Linked DNA regions of Sus scrofa: region 1 is linked to region 2. The links are chromatin contacts, called in public targeted proximity ligation maps. All regions are on one chromosome and are shown on one strand. The core of a region is the stretch at or near the end of the contact, and the rest is flanking DNA. Distances in the headings are between cores, read along the strand shown. Region 1 overlaps LOC106509230 (a long non-coding RNA gene). Region 2 overlaps ITPR2 (inositol 1,4,5-trisphosphate receptor type 2).

The links.
Region 1: a targeted proximity ligation map of alveolar macrophages shows a contact between it and region 2. A contact is called at or near these places in 1 of 47 Hi-C or Micro-C datasets (blood) and 1 of 2 datasets of targeted methods (alveolar macrophages).

Annotation. Positions count from the first base shown.
Region 1 is chr5:47,699,276-47,702,716 of Sscrofa11.1, reverse strand. It overlaps LOC106509230 (a long non-coding RNA gene), which reads right to left. Exons shown (of 3, transcript XR_002344069.1): 1 at 433-3,441. Among named protein-coding and RNA genes, the nearest start is that of BHLHE41, 13 kb to the right of the region's middle.
Region 2 is chr5:47,322,334-47,325,623 of Sscrofa11.1, reverse strand. All of the region lies in intron 46 of ITPR2 (inositol 1,4,5-trisphosphate receptor type 2), which reads right to left. Among named protein-coding and RNA genes, the nearest start is that of SSPN, 290 kb to the left of the region's middle.

The DNA of each region.
Region 1 (3,441 bases), core at 32-2,531, 380 kb before region 2:
CACCTTGGACGTGGAGGCTTCCCCATTGCTCCCCTCAGCAAGTGCCAGAGGCCAGCCTCACCAGCAGTAATCAGAGAAGACAAATAGGAGGTATTAAAACAGCAAACTCACAGCTGGATGGCACCGACCTGACCCAGGAGGAACTCCATAGGCTGCCAGCTACATTCCCTCCTGGATTATCTCCTCCAAATTTAGCCCACACTCAGAGTCAGGGGGAAACTCTCTGTGTCAATAACCCACAAAGCATCACATATCAACAGTTGTCTTATGTCTCTAGACAATTTTTTAGGAACTGTGGTATAGCCCTCAGATCTAAAAAAGCATTTATTCTATAAGTGTTTATTGGGTGTCTTTCCTATCCCTGGCAGGGTACTGGACTCCAGGAATACAATGAATGATGAACAGGACTCCTCAACAGAGATCCAGACTCACTGCGCAGACAGGACGGTGGATTTCCATCGATTATCAGTGGCACGAATGGAGGGCCACTTTTCCCTCGGCAACAGTGGGAAGGGAAGCCAGGGTGTGGGAGGAGGCAGGTAGGAAGGGCTGAGAGTTAGGGAGGTGATGCCCAATGTTTTGAATTCTCCTGATGAAGTAGGGGTTTTCCTGAAATGGAGGAGATAAGCAGAGGTCTTAAAGTAAGTGGGAGAGAGGTCTGGGAGAAGAAACCGCAGAAAGAATAACACCAAGTAAACAGTCACAGAAGTGAGGGCCAAGCAATGCTGGAGGTGGTGCCAATTTGAGTAGCAGCAGTGTTGTGGGTGCCCAGGTGTGGGAGACACACCCAGTTAATTACAACACAATGTGAAGAGCCCAAGCGTGACCGGGTAGTTTACTGAGACACTACTGATGTCTGTTCTCATTGCATTTTTCCATTTTCTTTTCTTCTCCTTCAGTAAAGACTCCTACCCAGAAAGTGACAGGCTCAGACACTGACCATTGACAATCTGAGTACGAAGAGCTCCTTTCCCTGTTATTCTGGCACCCCAGGTTCTTGCGAAATCCTGAGGAGGGTGGACGTGGGACAGCCCACGACTGAAGTCATTTCCCATCAGCCCTTGGGGAGGTGGCTTGAAGTTAGACTAAATGAGAGAAATAAGGACATCATTTCTTGCACACACGTTTGTGGAGTGAGGTTTGAAACAGCCAAGTGGAGATTTAAAGAAAGGGCTAAGAACATAAAGCAAAGGAGTGAACATGTAGTTCAGTGCAATTAGGGCAGTCTGTCGACACCCATCATCTGGCTGAGGGCAATAGGAGAAGGGTAAAAGGAAGTGAAACTAGGAGGGAAGCTTAAGCTTTCATGCCTTCATGTGATGGGTTGTCCCCGACTATTCTTTAGTGCACTATTGGTGTTTAAAAAGCTAACTGAGCCAGCAGAGTGGCCAGTGTATGGGGAAAGAAAGTCTGGACAAAGGCCATTGAGCAGGTTCTTGCAATAATCCAGGTGAGAGATGATAAAGCTTGGAACTGGAACAATGATTGTGGGAACGGAGAACAGAGCTTGGATTTCAACAGTTGTTTATTGAGTGCTTACTGTGTGCCAGGCATTGTGCTAGGTGCTGAGCATACACTGATAAATAGATATAGGCTTTTGCCTTGAAGAAGTTCACTGACCAAGGTATAAGGGTTATCACATCTGGAGAGCCAGTGAAGTGCAGAAGCACCTGGGACTTTCCAACCCTTGTGAGATGCGATGTGTATTCCATCATGGGTTGAATTCAGAGGGTCCCACACATTTCCACCCAGGTTCAGTTGCCATCTGAAAGCTGAGATGCAATCTTTTTGGAAACTTACTTCTTCTACAGGGTTACTGCAGCTTTTTCTTACTATCTCAGGGGATGGGGAAATTATCAGACTAATTTTAATTCTCAAAGAAGTTATTTCAGTTAAGTGAACAATTTCTTTTAACATAATCTGTAATCATTTGGACTAAGGTGAAATTGATATTAACTCTATTGTTATGGGAATTCTATTAATGCTTAAATACCATATCTATGATTTAATTGCAACAATAAAATTCAATCAGCTTCCAAATCATTCTGAATCTTTTTCCATTTGCAGGTACCAGATGTTAACTGCCTTTGACTTCTTACCCCTTGTTGATATCTCTGTGTTACACAGTGCCTGGAAAACAGCAGGTGCTTACCCAGTGTTGAGGAAGTTAAAACATGGAAGGGGATGCTCTGAGAGGCCGTGTTCTGTTGTCTTTGGTAAGGTAATCAAGCTGAAATGCTTGCCAGGAATGTTCATTCATTCATTCAGCAAATATTTATTGGGGATCAATACCTGTTTATTTTTAAAAGGCAAATATATAAATATTTATTTATTGCAAGTTACCATTCTTGGCATTAGACAAACAGCAATGAGCAAAACAAAGTCCCTGTTCCTCCTAACAAGAGAGATAAGCAGTAAACAAATTATTTGTATGTCTGTGTATTCATATACATCAGTATACACAGAAGATGTTAAGGGTGATACTTGCTACAGGAAAAAAAAACAGAGCGAAAATAAAGAATGATGGATGGGTGGCATTTTATATATTGCCTTCGGGTTGCTCAGGGAGGGCCTCTCTGAAGAAGTGGCATTTGAGCAGAGATCTAAAAAAAAGGTGGGGTGTGACTGGAATCAGCTATCCCCCATCTGGGGGCTGCATGTCACAAGCAGATGGATAAACAAGTGCAAATATTCTGGGAAAGGATCAAGCTTGTCTGGTTGGAAGAGCAGCAGGGAGGCTAGTATGGCTCCAGAGAAGTGAGGGAAGGGAGAGAGGAAGACAGGAAGGGATGGGAACAGATGCCTTTTTTCTGACATCTTCATAAGCACCAACTGAAAAAAAAAAAAAATTTAGGGCAGAGGGATATGATTGCTGTTGTCATAATTAATAACTAGTTGGCAAATATCTGAGAACTTGTGAGGCTTTATTGAAGTTTTGAGCACCACGACGGCTGATGAATTAGTCTGTATGGGTCACTTGTTGTATCCCCCATGTCTGGTCCATAATAAGAGCTCAATATATGTTTGTTGAGCGAATGTTTGAAATCTATCTTTGCTTTTTCAACTTTCAGAGTATTTTTAATAACTAAGCTGTCTGGTGCAAACAGTCTGGGTCATAGGGGAGTGTTACTCAAACTCAACCCATAAGACCTTATGCATATACATCATTACAAGGCAAACAACAAACAATGAATTCCTTTTGTGCTTTGTGAATGTCTGTTAGCTTACAGCAGTCTGTCTCCAGGGTGGCACTCGCTGTGCCCTTTACACTGGAGAGTTTACAACCACTCTAAGATGTCTTAGCAAATACTGGCACCTGACTTGTCCAAATGTTACTGGCAACGCTTTCCATCACATGACCAAAACCACATTTGCAGGGGGTATTCGTGCTTCCTTACCTTTGTAATACTGCATCGTGTACTCGGTCATCTAAAGGGAAGA
Region 2 (3,290 bases), core at 309-2,808:
AAGCCTATATTTAAAAAACAATTTCCTATATCCAATTAAAGTGATCCATTCTTTCTTGGTTTAAGAGTCAGGAGTTATTTTTGCTTTCCATGGGCTTGCTATCTTAATACGTCTCCGCATCCTGCAAAAGCACATAACATTTCTCTACATACTTCTTAATCCTAGTAGGTATTGAAATAAAAGGGCCTCACATGTTCATTGCAGTATTATTCACAATAGCCAAGATACAGAAACAATGTAAATGTTTGTCCATGGATGAATGGATAAAGGAGATGTGGTATAGATATACTATGGAATCTTAATCAGACATAAGAAAGAAGGAGATCCTTTTGTTTGCAACAACCTGGATGAATGTTGTAGGTTCAGGATGAACCTAAATGAAATAACTCAGAGAGAAAAAGACAATGCCATATGTACCACTTCTATGGGGAATCTAAAAATGATGAACTCGGAGAACCAGAGAGTAGAATGGTGGTTACCAGGGCTTGGGAGGTGGCGGAAAGAGGGAGATATGAGGTCAACGGGTATAAACTTCCAGTTGTAAGATTAACAAATTATCAGGATCTAATGTACAGCTCAGTGACCTTAACTAATGAAATTGTACCATAGGCATGGATGTTACTAAGAGAGTAGATTTTAAATGTTCTCATTGCAAAAGGAAAATGGCAATTATGTGACTGGATTGGAGAGCTAGCTAAGACTATGCTGCCAATCATTTTGTAACATATAAATGTATCAAATAGACATGTTGTACACCTTATACAATATTATGTGTTGATCAAATCTCAATGAAACTGGGGAAGAAAACGAAATGGAATGAAATGAAGAGTCTCAGAAAAATAGAAAATGTTACATGGAATCAAAGAAACAATCGAGTTTCACATAAGTTAAATTGATCCAAAGTACTGAACAATGTTCTAGACTGTCTGCAGAAAGACAGGAATAAAGAGGAGAAGGAAAGTGAAGAAAGCAGAATATAAAAGAGCAAAACTGGAGCAGGGAGAGGAGGTAGAGATGAATGAGAAGAGCATGTGAGACAGAAAGTCTAAAAGGACACATAGCTGCACTGTAAGAAAATGCTCTGCACGACTCTATGCTATTTGAACTTAAGAAATTCCCTTTTTCATGCATTTATAGGTCTATGTAGATCAGACAAGACACTTACAAGAAGCATTATTTGTTTCTTGTAACATCAACCACAGGAAAGGCCAAAAAAGATGTCACGGTGGAAAAAGCAGAACTACCTCCCTACCATGAAAAGAATAACAACAAAAATTGAAAGTCTGAGGGCACCAAAATAAACTGTCTGTACAAAAGATGATAATAGTAAAACAAGGAGGAAGCTGAAGCTCAGTTTTGGAATTACTGAACTGTGCAAAGGCAGAAACCAGTCTGCGTGGTCATCATCATGCGGGAGCCAAACGATTCCACATCGACAACAAAAACAGCAAAATCTGGGTGCAAGCCAGCCCTCGGCACATAGCTACACAACTACTTGGGAAGCAGCGCTTACAACCAGTCTCTGGCATCTGTGCCTCAGTGTGGGAGCTGTCTGGACAACTGGTTCATAGGGAACTCAGCAACCACCGTCGGCCTCCTAAGAAACAAATACCGTATCCAGGACTAGAAAAAGTCAAAGGAGTCACTTGTGGAAAGATCAAAGGGCACAGTGGGCGTGCTTCTGAGTGAAAACTGAATTTTTCATGAAAATTGATGGGGAGGAGCTGCCCCACAGAAAAGACATTTATAAAGCGGCAAGGGAACAACTTCTGGTGTCACGCAAGGAAATGAGCAGACAGTTGCTTAACTCCACTGCTGGTTACAAACACTATTTCACCATTCCCATCCCCTCTTTGAGTTCTTCCAAGGGACTCTTACCACCTCTCATTTCATAGTTACACTCTTACAACTTCAGCACAAGGCATGAAGTGTTCAGCAATTCAGACTCTTCCTCCCCTCACTCAGATTGACATTCTCCCTCTCCCTGAAGTCTGGCTTTAAATTCCTCTGTGTTGTACCATCCCAGCTCTGCAGACTATTGCTTTCCCAACATTTTGGTTCTGGGAAATTCAGAAACCTCTATATATCCATTCAAGCCATATTCACATCTATTGTTTTCTCTCTTCTTTTCCATACGTTGTTTTTATTTTTTTATTTTTTTTGTCTTTTTGTTGTTGTTGTTGCTGTTGTTGTTGTTGTTGTTGTTGCTATTTCTTGGGCCGCTCCCGCGGCATATGGAGGTTCCCAGGCTAGGGGTTGAATCGGAGCCGTAGCCACCGGCCTACGCCAGAGCCACAGCAACGCGGGATCCGAGCCACGTCTGCAACCTACACCACAGCTCACGGCAACGCCGGATCGTTAACCCACTGAGCAAGGGCAGGGACCAAACCCGCAACCTCATGGTTCCTAGTCGGATTCGTTAACCACTGAGCCACGACGGGAACTCCCATACGTTGTTTTTAACCCCGTGTTACCTTTTTAACTTCTGAATTCCCACTCCTTGGACAATTCTACCATCATCTTCAATCTAATCTGTTCTCTCGAAGCACTCCCAGAAACTCAGATCCATGAGGATCACTGACCTTATGTCTTCATTTTTAATTTCTTTCATAGTTTAAATTCTTAATTTTCAATCTAGGGCTAGCTCTTGCATTCTTCATCCTTATTCTCCATTCTTCTCAACATTCATGTTAGCTTTTTTAGAAAATTTGTATTTATTCTCACACTTAATCTGCTTAAAACTGAACTGACTTAACCAACATATTTTCTTGACTTTGACATTTTTTTTTCCTTTAACGGCCTTTCACATACCTGAGACATTTGGAAGTTCCTGGGCCAGAGGTCAAATCATAGCTGCAGATGCTGTCCTACGCCACCGCCATGGCAATACCAGATCCGAGCAGCATCTGTAACCTATGCCTCAGCTTGTGACAACACTGGATCCTTAACCCACTGAGTGAGGCCAGGGATCGAACCCACATCCTCAGAGAGACAACGTTGGGTTCTTAACCCGCTGAACCACATGGGGAATCCTTGACTTTGACATTTTTATTGTTACTCACATTATAACTGGTAACATAAGACTGCATTTTTAAATGTCTTCTTGGAGTTCCCCAGTGGTACAGTGGGTTAAGGATCCGGTATTGTCACTGCTGTGGCTTGGGTCACTGTTGTGGCATGGGTTCGGTCCCTTACCCAGGAACTCTGCATGTCACAGGCATAGCCAAAAAAAAGGAAAAAAAAAGAAAAGAAAAAGAAAATGTCGTCTTCATGGATACAGGGTGATCTGG